Linked DNA regions of Zea mays: all the other regions are linked to region 3. A link is a contact called in public Hi-C data. All regions are on one chromosome and are shown on one strand. Each heading gives the region's core, a stretch centred on a gene start, on an enhancer-like site or on the middle of the called end of the contact. The rest is flanking DNA. Distances are from core to core; before and after follow the strand shown.

The links. A called contact is a pair of places that touch in the nucleus more often than the background predicts.
Region 1: a Hi-C map of leaf shows a contact between it and region 3, with 4 times the contacts expected there. The contact joins the promoter of LOC100284570 here to the promoter of LOC103644017 in region 3. A contact is called at or near these places in 2 of 25 Hi-C or Micro-C datasets (bundle sheath and leaf).
Region 2: a contact with region 3 is called in a Hi-C map of ear, with 2.5 times the contacts expected there. The contact joins the promoter of LOC100283635 here to the promoter of LOC103644017 in region 3. A contact is called at or near these places in 2 of 25 Hi-C or Micro-C datasets (ear and leaf).

The regions. Positions count from the first base shown.
Region 1 is chr1:284,210,546-284,214,895 of Zm-B73-REFERENCE-NAM-5.0, reverse strand. LOC100284570 reads right to left here and starts at 1,683. Exons shown (of 6, transcript NM_001370665.1): 1 at 1,353-1,683. The coding sequence starts at 1,417.
Region 2 is chr1:283,341,568-283,346,227 of Zm-B73-REFERENCE-NAM-5.0, reverse strand. LOC100283635 (strictosidine synthase) reads left to right here and starts at 2,392. Exons shown (of 3, transcript NM_001156536.2): 1 at 2,392-3,169. The coding sequence starts at 2,553. LOC542031 reads left to right here. Exons shown (of 12, transcript NM_001111676.2): 11 at 129-428; 12 at 567-1,155. The coding sequence ends at 773.
Region 3 is chr1:283,835,519-283,840,295 of Zm-B73-REFERENCE-NAM-5.0, reverse strand. It overlaps LOC103644017, which reads right to left and starts at 2,952. Exons shown (of 5, transcript XM_008667207.3): 1 at 2,308-2,952; 2 at 700-2,191; 3 at 81-194. The coding sequence starts at 2,094.

The sequences.
Region 1 (4,350 bases), core at 434-2,933, 380 kb before region 3:
ATCTGAGCCATGACCTGAGTTTGAATTTCAGGTTTCAGCCCCCTGATATAGTGTCACAAAGAAAGTCTCATCCAACTCAGAATTATGCAAAGTAGTGACATATCTGATATCATCAAAGGCTTGAGAGTATTCCTCCACTCCTTGTTGCTGAGTCACATTGACTAAATCTCTCATAGCTTGAGGATATTCGCCTACTCCGAACTTCTCCCTAACTGCCTGTGTAAACTGCCCCCAATCACACAATCCATGTTTCAACTTATACACCTGCAGCCACCTTGACGCATTCCCCTCATGTGCATAAAAGCCGAACTCGCCCACATTCACTCCGGCACCTAATAGACATTGAAGTAATCTACACATCGATCAAACCATATTCCTGGATCACTGCCCTGAAATTTGGGGAATGTCCACTTCGGAAATGGGCCTGTCCTACCCTCTCTTCCTCCACCCCACTGCTCCCTACGATCTCTTCCACGCTCCATTCCTCCACCCCGATCATCCCATCGAGGAGCACACATCTCTCGCTCAGAGTTTGTTTCGTTACCTTCCAAGTCCTTCGCCTGCAACTCCAGTCGCAGCTGTGCAATGGTTCTCTCGTTTTCCTCCATTTGTCGAGCCATCAGTGCTCGATCTTCCTCCGCTTTCTTCTGTCCAATCTCCATGGTTTCCATCTTCCAGTCAACCGCTCCACCGCCAGCATCATCCGCTCCCAACGCTCCTCCCTTTTTTGCTCCACGCCTGCCACTGCTTCTAGGATCAGCCACGTCTGAACGGATGGCTTCGTGGACGGCGCCGTGATGACCACCCTCCGAGGATCAACAGCTCCGATACCACTTGTGATGACCCTTGGCCACAGCGGCGGATCGCCGGGCGTGAGTTGCTTGCGGAACGACGACGACAACGCCGACGGGGACCAGGTGAGTTTGTTCAGGTATCTGTTTCTATTTTATTTCATATCCTCCTCTCAACAACTCATTACAGTATTTATAGATCTCGAATTCAACTACTAATACGGCTAATGCCCTGGATAATCCATCTATTACAGCCCAAAGAAATATTAATACGGCCCAAGCACTAATACCCGAAGAACTCAACTAATACTCCATACCTGCTGATCAATTCCACCATACTCGCCGACGCACCACCTTGGGTCATCACAGAGCATGAACAGAGATGTCAAATCCTCAAACGACAATTCCTAAACCTAGGCGATAAAGCCGATTCGGACTAGGGCGGAGGACACTGTTCAATGGTCGGAGCTAAATCTCTAGGAGACTAGGACGGACCGCGGGAAAGGGGGGAATCGGCACGAAATGGAAACCTATAAAATTACAAGACGGATAGTTGCTTACTTATCCCAGTTGATCTCCGTCTGGTGGAGCGACGGGATCTTGGCGGCCCTAGATGTTGTATCCATGGCCGCGCCGCTCAAATCCTCCCCTCCACCAATCCGCGACCCCCGAGGTGACAACCGAAGGGGGCGCCGGAGGCGTGACGTCGACTCGAATCGGCAAGAATGGCGGGCGGGCGAGCGGGCAGGCTGGCTGCGAGTGTGGTTGGCTTGCCCCCCGTTTTCTCTACCCACTTTCGTGCTCTTTTTGTCCACAACAACTCAGCAAGAACAGCGGAGAGAGCATGTGTTCCTTCCTCGCCTCTTCGGTTTTGTTGGAGGGCGTCGCCGCGTCGATGGCGTCAGCCGTCAGGACTTGGGGACGCTCCTTTCTTGGGCCCAAAGGCAAAATGAGAGAATAGTGCTTTTTCCTAACAGCGACATCGTTGTTGGGCTCGGAGGCCAAGCCCGTTTGCCTTTGCTTTATGACGAATGAACAGGTGAACTCGTTCCCTTCAGGCTTGAGTCCTTGACGCTGCAGTTTATACTGCTTCGTACTCGAATATTTGTGGTATGTTAGTTTATTTTTAAACTAATAAAATACAATAAATAAAAAATAAAGAAGGAATATAACCTTAACCAGTAAATTGTAGCTAGTATAGTGTCTGTATGTGGCTACGGTTTTTATTTATCATATATTTAAGTATAAAATATAAAACACAAAGACATGTGTGTTTGAAGCTACAACTATCATGTTAATCCTTGTTTATGTATAATTTTAGATTTTTTTATCAAGAGAAGAGAGAGGTAAACGAAAGGAGGATGATGGGAACCAATGCTTTATATAATAGAGACTAGTATAATGTCGTATTGTGTGTAAACCCTAAACAACGCATTAAGGAAGTTAGTTAGTTCTTATGTTACTTGGAAAATTATATTAAAATTTATTAAGTTGTGTTTTGTTGATGAGACATGCTAATTTAAACAAATGATATATATATATATATATATATATATATATATATATATATATATATATATATATATATATATATATATATAATGATAATAATTATTTTTATAAAATGGTGAATGCATTCATACTGAGAGACTTTTTATTTGTGCATTTGATTTGTGGCCAAAATTCATAATCAAGTTTGAATTTAAAATCTTGAAATTTGATAGGGGAATTGATTTAAATGGAAATAGGAAAACAGAAAAGAAAAAAAAGAAAGAGAATGAACCTACCTGGGCCGAAACACACCCTCTCGCCCATTACCTCACGCCATCCCCCGCGCGCCGACAGGTGGACCTGCATGGGCAGTGACTCGGTCCCTGTGGCCCTGGCACACGTGTGGTCACCATGCGCTGACGCACGGGCCCCGATGGGCAGCCCCTCGTGCAGTGTTGTGGCTGGCACATGGGACCCACCTGTCAGTTGCTCTCGCTGAGCATGTCGAATCCCTCTTTTGCTTGGACCTACCAAACCGTATCGCAGCGCGCTTGCTGGGCCTCTAGCGCGTGGGGCTGTTCGGTTAGACTACCTCTAACAGGGACCTGTAAATGGTTCTGTCCTCTAAAATATAGAGGATGCATGCAACTTTTTGTCTTCAACAAGAGACTGTAAAGAATCCTCTAAATTTTAGAGCACGCCATGCATCCGCTAGAAATAGAAGACGTACGGTTCTACTCTATACACTGTGCTTATTTATTGTGTTTGCTCGTTCACGTGCACATGACTGGTAAAAATCAATATAGAATGTGAAATATAGTACACTGTTGATATAGAGGATGAAATTTAGAGGACATTGCTGGAGATGGAGAAAATATAGAGAACCGAATCTTTTAGAGAGTATTGTAAAGGACAGAGAATATTCTTTTAGAGGACGAAATTTAGGGGACGTTGCTAGGGACAGTCTTAGGCCCCCTGTACATATTCCCCATAACAACTCAGCCGCAATGAGCGCCGCCGCCGCGCGATTCTAGCTAGCCGGGTGCAACCGACCTAGCTGGACTATAAACCTGTGCGCCTGGTATTCCTCCCCTCCTTTTTTCCTTGAGTAGACCCAATACACATCACGACGCCGAGAGAGAACAGGGAGCCAGGGTGGGGGGAATCGACCCCCGTGAGCCATCCCTGCCTCGCCATCGTTGCGGCCTCGGTTGGCACTTGCGGGTTGTCAGCGAGGGATCATAGAAGAGCCCTCGGGACTCATTCGTGCATGGGCGGTCTTGCGTGGCCAAAATTGCTCATCGGGGCAAGGAATTCGTCGCCGTCTGCTTGTTGTTGTGGACAGGGATCTTCACAGCACCGTTTCTAGTAAGACAATTTCCATTGCATTCGCCTTTCCCTAGGGTTCGTGTAGATGCCCTCGGTTTCACTTTTGAGGCACTGACGCATCAGACCGGTGGGCTCAATGGAGTTCTCTGCTACGGGCGGATATCGCCGCTGCGTTCGACCGGCACGAGGATGGAGATGAGTGCTGGGCCGTGTGATGTGTAGGGGACGGCTCGGATTAGATCCAGGTAACGCTTCGGGATTGACTGTAATGGACCGTCCGATCTGATCGAATGGTTAGGATTGAAGCGCGCCTCCATTAAACCTCGGTCATAGATTTCGGAATGCACGACTATGATTAGATTGCCCTAGAACCAAACCGGGACGGTTGAATCGCGATCGTGCGATCTCAATTGAATACAACGTACCCCTTCGCTAGGATGAGTGGCGGTCGTCCAAATCTAATCCAACGGCCCGAAATCACTTATACCTCTTCGGCCGAGCATAGTTACATAAGAGCACATGCCCTTTTCTACAATTGAACCCGCCGTCCTGGCAGTGGTAGGTAATTGCATAGAGGTCCCTGTAGTTTGCAAAAAAAACCCTGGAAGCAATTCCAGATGTAAAATTAACATCAATTAACTCATAAAACCTATTTAGTCCATAACTTTGGCATTACAACTCCGATTTAATCCATTCAAATCGTATTAGCTTCAAACTAGTATTGTCTAAATTATCACAA
Region 2 (4,660 bases), core at 1,143-3,642, 490 kb after region 3:
CTATCTCATCTCCTATCTCATCCCCTATTTCAAACTTCGCTCTGCAAATAGTGTCATCTACAGTTCCACATCCCCTATTTTACACGATCCATCGAAGACAGCCTTACTTATAATGTGTTGAATCTCAGGAATGTCGTTCTGCTGGATGCCGCACACTTGCTGAAGCAAAGATACACATAGAGCAAAAGAGGAAAAAAGAATACGAGCTGAATGCCCAAAAAGCTAAGGAAAGTAACCACCTTATTGCAAATACTAAATTGGTGCAGAAGATGAATCGACCTATGAAGATTGAGTCTGATGGGAATTTGGATCCAAAGAAAGGTGGTGTTGGCTTAGATTCTCCTAAAACTACAGGACTTACAAGTGTTAAGCAGTGGGATGACTGGGATATAGTTGGTCTTCCTGGGGCGGAGCTATTAAGTGCTAGCGTAAGTGCATTTCAAATCCAAGAACCCTGTCTGGTGACTGGTGATCCCATTTGGGCATATTAGTATTGTGACCTTGTTCATACCTTCTATGTTTGTTACAGTAAGGCATGACCATCTTTTTTTTTTTTTTAATTTCAGGAAAAGCTTCTATGTTGCCAGAACAGACTGCTACCCAGTCATTACCTGAGAATGCAGGAGGTGCTGATGCAGGAGATATTCAAGGGTAGTGTCCTAAAGAAGGAAGACGCACACGTCTTGTTTAAGGTTGATCCTACCAAAGTAGATAGTGTTTATGATATGGTAACAAAAAAGCTGGGCAACCATGTGGAGTTGCCTACGGTCTAGCTTATGCCTTTGGGCTTGCCTGCTGTGACATGCCGAAGAAAACAAGTCTTGGTTTCGCCCCTTGCAGCGTGTCTGAACCATAGCTGAAGGTGGAACTGTACTAGATCAAATCGGCCATAGTTAACTGAAATTCGTATCAGTTGTCAGAAGCACAATAAGGCATTCCAGCCAAGTTGTAAAATTATTGCCCTTAGCAGAATGTGTAGCGTGAGTTGTCATTTCCTTTCTGCCATTGTTGTGCACTGTTTCAGCTGTGGTAGTGCCTTGTAGTAGGTATAGGTGCCTGAGTTTATATGTATCATCGTGTATGTACCATTGGGAGCTCAATTATATGCCATTGTACCAACCCCAGACATTGATTATTACAATTCATCTAGCAGCCAGATTCTTGTCTCTAATGGAATGCATGGCGTCAATATATTTTTTTTTCTGTTGGTTTGGTTGATGAGCAGAACCTCGAACTGTTCTTGGGTGTACCTGCCACTTGTTCTGACTTTGCAGCTAACATACAGGGACGCTTCTCCTGAAATTGTATATCAGTCAAGGACGCATCTCATCATAAAACTAGCTTGGCTGCCAATCCTAGCACTTTTAGGGTTCTTCTAGAATGGTTCCAGGCTTCCAGCCTCCAGCTCTGTTTCTGAAACGGCTCCGGCTCTTTTCGGTAGTAATTTTTTCCCGACTCACCGATCCGTTAGGAGATTAAATTATCTTCTATTTAATTTTGATTAGAAAGCGATTTAATCTTCTCTAATTCCTTCAATCTCTCTAACCGAACAAGCCCCTCATGGATCTATCTATTTTTCTAGTCACCAAATTAGTCTTTAATCATCACCAAATTAGTCTTTAATCACCAGAAATATTAGAGAGAATATAAGTTTCCAAACTAGTCTTAGGGGCCGTTCGGTTGTACCGGAATAAGCCAGGATTTATTCCAGCTCATCAAAATCTATATAAATTAGAGAAGTAATCTGGCTAGGAATTAATCCGGGTGCTCCAATTCCAAACAACCGAACATGACTTTAATGGTAAAGGACACTGTTCCATTATAGTTAGCGGGTGTTTAATTTCTAGAGACTAATTTTTAGTTTTTCTATTTTATTTTATTTTAGTTCTTAAATTATTAATATAAGGACTGAAACATGTATTATCTCTATTCTAGTATGTGTGTTTATTAATTTAGGAACTAAAAAGAATAAAATGGAGGGAATACCTTAAAGACCCTTTAGAATGCATGATTTTTATAAGAAGCATGTAATTTTGAAAAAAAATACAGGAAATAAAATTATATCATATTGTAGTGTTGGTGTTGGACATGCTTTGTAAAAAAATATTCGTGTTAGTATTCTTGTTAGCCCATCCACCTCACACGAAAGGACATGTAGGGCGGGTGTGTGTGATCGGTGGCGTGGCAGGCATGGAGGACTGACGGCGATGCGTGAATGCGTGATGCTGATGCTTGGCGCGGAAGCATGTGAGGGATCCATGGGGTAGTTGACATGTGCGGAGCGCACAGGAGGCAGCGAGCGACCTTGTTGGCCGTGCACAGCGCACCCAGGCCAGTTTCCGCCGCGAAATATACAAAAGCCCCGGGCCCCGGCAGCCGCGGCGCGTCGAAGTGATGACCCCTCGTTCCATCCGTCCTCACTGAGCGGCAGCAAAGCACGCCGTGCCATTCCCATCACTAAGCGCTTGCGCGCGGCGGAGAAACCCAAGCGAAGCCCCGCAAGAGCGAGGCGAGGGAGAGTGGGGCGAGTGGGTGAGCCGCTGGCTAGCGGGATGGCGTCGCCGGGGGTGGTGGCCGCGGCGCTGCTGGTGGCGGTCCTGGCGGCATTCTGTGGCACGGATCCGCTGCGGATGGGCAGCATGGCGGGCTTCCCGGGGTTCGAGGCGCACTTCGTCGACCTCCCCGATCCCGCCGAGATGCCGCCGCACGCGGACGAGCGGGAGCGGCTCCGCGGGGCCGAGGTGCGGTTCCGCGGCGATGTGCAGGGTCCCGAGAGTGTCGCCTTCGACCCTCAGGGTCGCGGCCCGTACACGGGCGTCGCCGACGGCCGGGTCGTCTTCTGGGACGGCGAGCGGTGGGTCCCCTTCGCGACTGCCTCCCCGCGCTGGACGCAGGAGCTCTGCGGCGGGCCTAAAGCCTCGCCGGTGGAGTACCTCCCCAACGAGCACATCTGCGGCCGCCCGCTCGGGCTCCGCTTCGATAAGAAGACCGGGGACCTGTACATCGCCGACGCCTACTTCGGATTGCTTAAGGTCGGTCCCGAAGGCGGGCTGGCCACGCCGCTCGCAACGGAGGCCGAGGGCGTGCGCCTCAACTTCACCAACGACCTCGATCTCGACGACGAGGGCAATGTGTACTTCACGGACTCCAGCATCCACTACCAGAGACGGTCTGTGATGACATGCCCTCGCTCTCTTCCCTCTGCTTTGCGTGCTTGGATGGATGCTCACTTGAAACTTGATTCCTACTGACCACGGGGTAGGTGATCGGGAACATCACGAATCCACGATCCTGACATTAGGTTGGAACTTGGAAGGTCGTCTGCTTGGATTACTTTACTTTGTTTACCTTCACTCATCCTAATTGAAGTGTCAGCAAACATTATTTATATGCTACAAACGATACTCACCTCACACGTGTATTTGTTTTATAAAAAAATAGGCATTATGCTATGATCTGTCAGATCTCTTCAGCACATCATGTTTCACATCAGGGGTACAGTCACATACTTTCCTAATGAATAAACTGAAGATGGAGAATATAAAAACCCAAAATGGACCAATTCTTTCTTTGAGGGCTACAGTCCTACTCTTTTTTTAACAAACCAGGCGGGAGAGCTGCCGATTATAGTAATAAAAAGAAGCGGTCCGGACCGGACTAAACAACAAACAACAGACGGTTGGATTGTGACATCAACGCGCCGACACCATACAACTCAACTCGCCGGTTGGATTGAGAAATCAACACGGCACCACACTCACCGCCGACACAGTGTCCAAACAACACAAGCAGCGGCAACCCCACACGAGAGCACGCAAAACTGCTAAGGGTCATCGTTGTCAAGCAAGGATGCAGAGCATCCAGCAACTCCGACTTCCCAAAGCAGCCGACATGCGAAACAAACGAAAAGCAGACATACAGCCCGAAGCGAAAGGTCTCGATAGGTCATCGTTGTCGGGCTCAAGGCACAGAGCAGCTCCGACTTCCAATCTTGACCCTCCGCCCTGCCTCCGGAATTTGCCTAACCTTCGAAACAAACTGGACCACAAAGAAGGGAGGTTCGTCTCATGTTATCGTTGCCGAGGCACATCCCCTGACGTAGCAGCTCCGACTTCACGATGCAAAACCCCACCTCCACCCGCATACCAGGCGCCGAGAAGCGAAGCAACAGCCGAAGGCAAAGCCGTGGCCGAGGCGTACTTCAGAAGTGACGCCTTCAGGAATGGAGTAACGTCACCGTGACGCCACCGTCGCCTGTCCGCGATGGACCGGGCTTTCACCCAAGGAAGATAGCACTGGGGATGCGACGCCCTTAGGAGGGGAAGCGGCGCCCATGGGCGTCACCGTCGCCGAGACTTTCGCCCAAGAGCCCCCAGCACAGTGTCTGGCCGAAACCTCGAGACACCGCAAGCTGCCTCCGTCGTTGCCGCTGCCCCGCCGTCCCGCACAGAGATGAAGATTATTGGGGCCGCCGCCACAACCACCATCTAGCGCTAGCCCGAGCCACTAGCCGACGTTGTCGCGGATGAGTGGAGGTCCCGCCTCCGCCATTCAGGCCGACTGCGCAGGCCTGCCGACGCACCAACGCCGAACACCACTCTGGCACATGCGCTGGTCCGGGACCAACCTGCCGGCGCCTCCGATGGTTGGCACGCGGAGG
Region 3 (4,777 bases), core at 1,703-4,202:
AGCCATATAATGCCAAAGAAATATGAAAGTTTACAATGAATTCTGCTAGCATAACACTGAAGACTGGTAGAACAAGAGACCTTTCTCTGCGATTCACGGACTTCTTGCAATCTTTGCTTTTGTCTCTTCTCCATGTCAAGCAATCGTTGAGCTTCAGCTTTCTTTCTCTTTCGCAATTTCTTTGCTTCCTCGGCCTACACGATGTTTTTCAACAAACAACCATCTTGAGTTGTGACAGATCCAAACTTATGTCAGTAGTCTGTCTGCTAGCTATTTTGATTATTACTCCTTTAGTCCCAAAATAAACCACTTCCTAGAATCACCTTAAGTCAAATTACCTTAAATTTGATCAACTTTATAGGAAAGGTTGACAGTGTCATTGACACCAAATACGTCATATATGAAAATATACCTCATGATGCATCTAGTGATACTGATTTGGTGTCATAAATATTGAAGCTGTGTTCTAAAAAAACTAGTCAAACTTCAAATAGTTTGACTTAGGACATCTCTAGAAGTTGATTTAGTTTGGGACAGACGGAGTATGTTTTAAAAAAAAATAAAATTAGGCAGGCATGAGCCCGCTACTGCTGAAATCACATCGAACACAGCATGTTGAATGTTATGTTCCCAGACTCATGCATGGCAACACATTTCTAGTAAAGTTTAACATCAATTCAAAGTAGCAAAATAATGTACCTGTATTTGTAATTGCCGATGTCTTGAAGCCCATTCCTCCTCTGCTGCTCGCTTGTACTCAACAGATTCTTTGTGTTTTTCACGTTCACCGATCACTGAAGCAAACCGCCCTAATTCCTCAGGATCCTGAAGCAAATCCTTACCCTTGGCCAGACCATTATCTTGAGCAGAATAAAAAATTGTGTTGTAGGAAGCTTCAGGTGGTGATGGATACTTTTGTGAATATACATCATCAGGTATTGTCTCATCAACCTTTTCAGGAGTACTGACAAAAATTGGAGGACTTCCATCGTTCCTATCCACTGACCAGATTCCAGAAAAAAACCTATTTGCAGGAGCGAAGTTATAGGCAGAGCTTTCATCAGGGCGAGGTAATTGAACCCCTCTTGAAGCTTTTTCAGAACCAACCATTGAACATTCTTTGACATTTGGTGCTGAAAACTGGTCATGGTGATCCTTTGACCTGCCGGTATTATTTTGAAGACCTTCCTTACGGGCATCGCTAAAACTTTGAGATATGTTATCATTGAGATGGCATTCAGTAGGGATATCCTTTCCACTGCCATTTCGATTTTGTGCGCTTTCTCTACCATTTATACTGGAAAAATCTCCATTAGAGCATTCTTCAGTATTTGGCACAGAAGGGCCATGGACACCCTTTTCAGTGCCAGAACTGCTTTGAGCATGCCCAGGGCTTTCTTTTGTACTGTCACTACTATTTTGAGAGCCATACTTGCTTGCAGCACTGTAAAACCAAGACATACTCTCGTCTGGATGGCGTTCAGCACCAAAGAGATGCTCAGAGTATTTACCTGGTTGTGTCTCCAACCCAGCACATGACGCGAATGCAGTAGCACCACCATCCTCACACTCGTCGACACCATGAGGTGGCTTTTTTCTGGAAGCAGCCGTCTCCCACATCTCACGGGCTGTACCAGCCGTGTCATCCAAAATCTCACAATCAGAGCCGTCATCAGTGTCAGAGTCCCATCCTTTGGTCAAATTGCTCTCAGAGCTGTCATACGAGCAATCAAACCCATATCGGTTCCTGGGAGAACCCCGGCCTGGGGTCATCGCTACTGGAGACCCAGAGGCACAGGACATGCTAGGACCTGCTTTATCCCCTCTGGTACCATCTTTCTCATCTTCATCATCATCTATGTTGATCACATCACCAGAGAAGCCGCCCCCTTTCCTCGCTTCAGATCCTGGTGCCGCCGCCGCAGAAGGTGAACCTCGCGCAGCTGCGCGCTCCATAATGATAACATCACCATCATCGTCCTCATCGATGACCACCACGTTGCGAGGTGCGGGCTTGTGCGCAGGGAACACCCGCGTTCGCCGCGTCAGCGTGGGCCCCTGCTGAGGAGTGAAGCTGAACCGTCCCCACGACATGGCTAGCCCGGGGGCCCAAGACCGAGACGATCGCTGCTGCAGGCTGGCGGCTATAGCATGCCAAAACCCGCGACAGACTCAGGGTTCCACGGTGATCCTGCAGAGAAAACGGCAAGCTTGTATATTCAATCAAATGCGGTGGGGAAATGCGCAATCAGGAACCCTAAATCGCAGGAATGGGCGTGAAACAGCGGCGAAAAAGAGGAGACTTACCGTGGTAGCGACGTCGGCGGTTAGATTCGGGGAGGAATTGAATTTGGGAGACAAGACCCCAAATCCGCCGCCGCTTTGTCCTTCCCGTTGAGGAAGAAGAGAACGACGAGGACCAAGATGAGGTAGCCGCCGCCGTCCAGCAGCTGCCGCGACACCCAGACGCAACAAGACGAGATGACCGGCGCGGCGCAGTTGATGGCGAGGAAGACGACCCCGACGGCGGTGGCTGGAGGAGGCGGGCCCCACAGCCGCGTGCGAAGGTGGGCCCGGCGTCGGCGCAGGGAGGAGAAACGGCGGGACGAATGGAGCGCGTGGACGAGGAGCTTGCGGTGGAACAGAGGAGGAGCCCGACTGCGGCTAGGCGGCGGAGGCCTGGGCGGACGGATCCATGAGAAGAAGCGGACCGACGAGAAGTTGGAGAAAAACTCCATTCATATTGGTAGTTTCTTTCTTAAAAGTTAGAGGGAAACGTACCTGGTGCGCACAGTGTCATGTTTGATTTGCTGCCTAAATTGTCACATTTTAACTTTTATGCCTAAGATTAGTTCTTCAATTCGGACGACTAACCTTAGACAAAGTGTGACACGGTTAGCCACGAACCAAACAAACCTTAAATCTCTTTAGCTAGCCTTATACATGTACGTTACACCGCTGACACAATACACCAGTACGTGTTATAATGTTACGAGAAAAGATGTTGTAATCCATTTCTAGGTGAGTTGCTCTTGTACTGTTATGGTTTTTATATATCACATAGTTAGATCTTGTTTAAGCAATATAATTTACGTCTATTTTAGCAGCAATCTAACTAATGCATTATAGCATTTCTTAAGGTACATTTTATCGAAGAATGAATGGACCGTGGGCTGAAGCTTGATGTGTTAATCTCGATAGTAGCTGATTGGAGGCCATTAAGTAATGAAGACAGAAAGAAGCGGCAAAGGAAAAGCTAGCATAATTAAAATATTGGGTTGCAGACATGCTCGATCACAAAACCAACCAAACCATCAGTCATTAAACAACATATATAGCTAGTACATCATCATAGAGAGAAAACCTCCGTACATGTTCAAAGTTATGTTTTCCACGACAAATGTTTCCGAGACACCGGGTAGCATGAGGAAACAATATTAACAGCTTTGTAACTATATAAAAATTCCTAACAAACTAAAATACAATAAATTTAAGACAACTTTGGTTGCATAGACATATAAAATTAAATTAGAAAGGAACATTTGGATAGAATACGGAGAAAATATCCCTGAAGGCGCATAGCCAAAGAATAGATCAACCAAACTACTGCAAATTTATGACTAAAAGATCACTGAGATTGACTTTCTTGAAGAACACAATAATACTGATGTGAATATGTGATGCAACTTAATCACAGTAGTAAAATTACATTTGATATTGTATTTGGTAAAAAAATGTGTTCAAAGTTTAGAGTCAACAACTAAACTCAGGTGTTACAATGTACAACGGGCCTTACTATTCAGACTTTTAATATAAAAACTCATGACAGACTATTAATATAAAAACTCATGACAGGTATAATACTCAAACAATCATAAGCAATGTGTATATGAATTTTAGACATAATGATGCCTATCACCTGCTTTAGTATTCAGGCTGACTCCAACAATATCCGGTAAACCGATCTGTACGCTAAATTTAGCGTTCGGTACATGCGCTATCCGCTCCAACAACGTCCGCTAAGAGGTTCGCTAATTTAGAGGAGCCCCCTGACAGCCGCTAAAGGTGGAGAATCGTTGTTCATCCGCTATCTGTCCTTCGCATCGTCCAAGGAGGAGTTGCAACACACTGTGACGCACAGCCAGCCACCACCACGCCATGGCCTTCGGAGCTTTCGTTGGAGACTGCGGCAGCACAGAGCACCTCGACCATGCTATCCCCCATCACCGTGCAGGCCAGCGTCGTCGCAAGTCATCTGGCGCCCACACACATCGCGACAGCCATCTAGCAAGTCAGCTCGCGCCATGGAGGAGGAAAGACGACCGATGCCTGGGAGAAGGAGCACGTGGCTGCGTGTCGTGGAGGAGGAAAGACGACCGACTGTCATTCGTCGGCCGTCTCCTCTGCGACCGTGCACTTCGCCGAGTTGCCGAACACGAGCTCAAGGCGGTATGGAACGCGCTCGTCATGCTGCTCTTCCCTGCTCGCAGGCGCAGCGCCGCCGGGGATGGCCAAGGCCATGCAGGCACCACCGCTCGCCATTGAGGTCATGCTGGACCTTCCATCCCCTGCTCCATCCTCGAACTCGTGTGGCAGCCGAAGTTTGAATCAGCTCTCGTGTAGCAGGCAATGCAGGCGATGCCGAGGATGACACGCAGATGGTGCTCGACGATATGCTCAAGCCGGCGTAGCACTACTCTGTTCTTTTTTCATCCGCCTTTTCTTCTCTGGCACGATGTTAGATGATGGTCCTCACTCGTTCTAGTGGGTTCGAGTA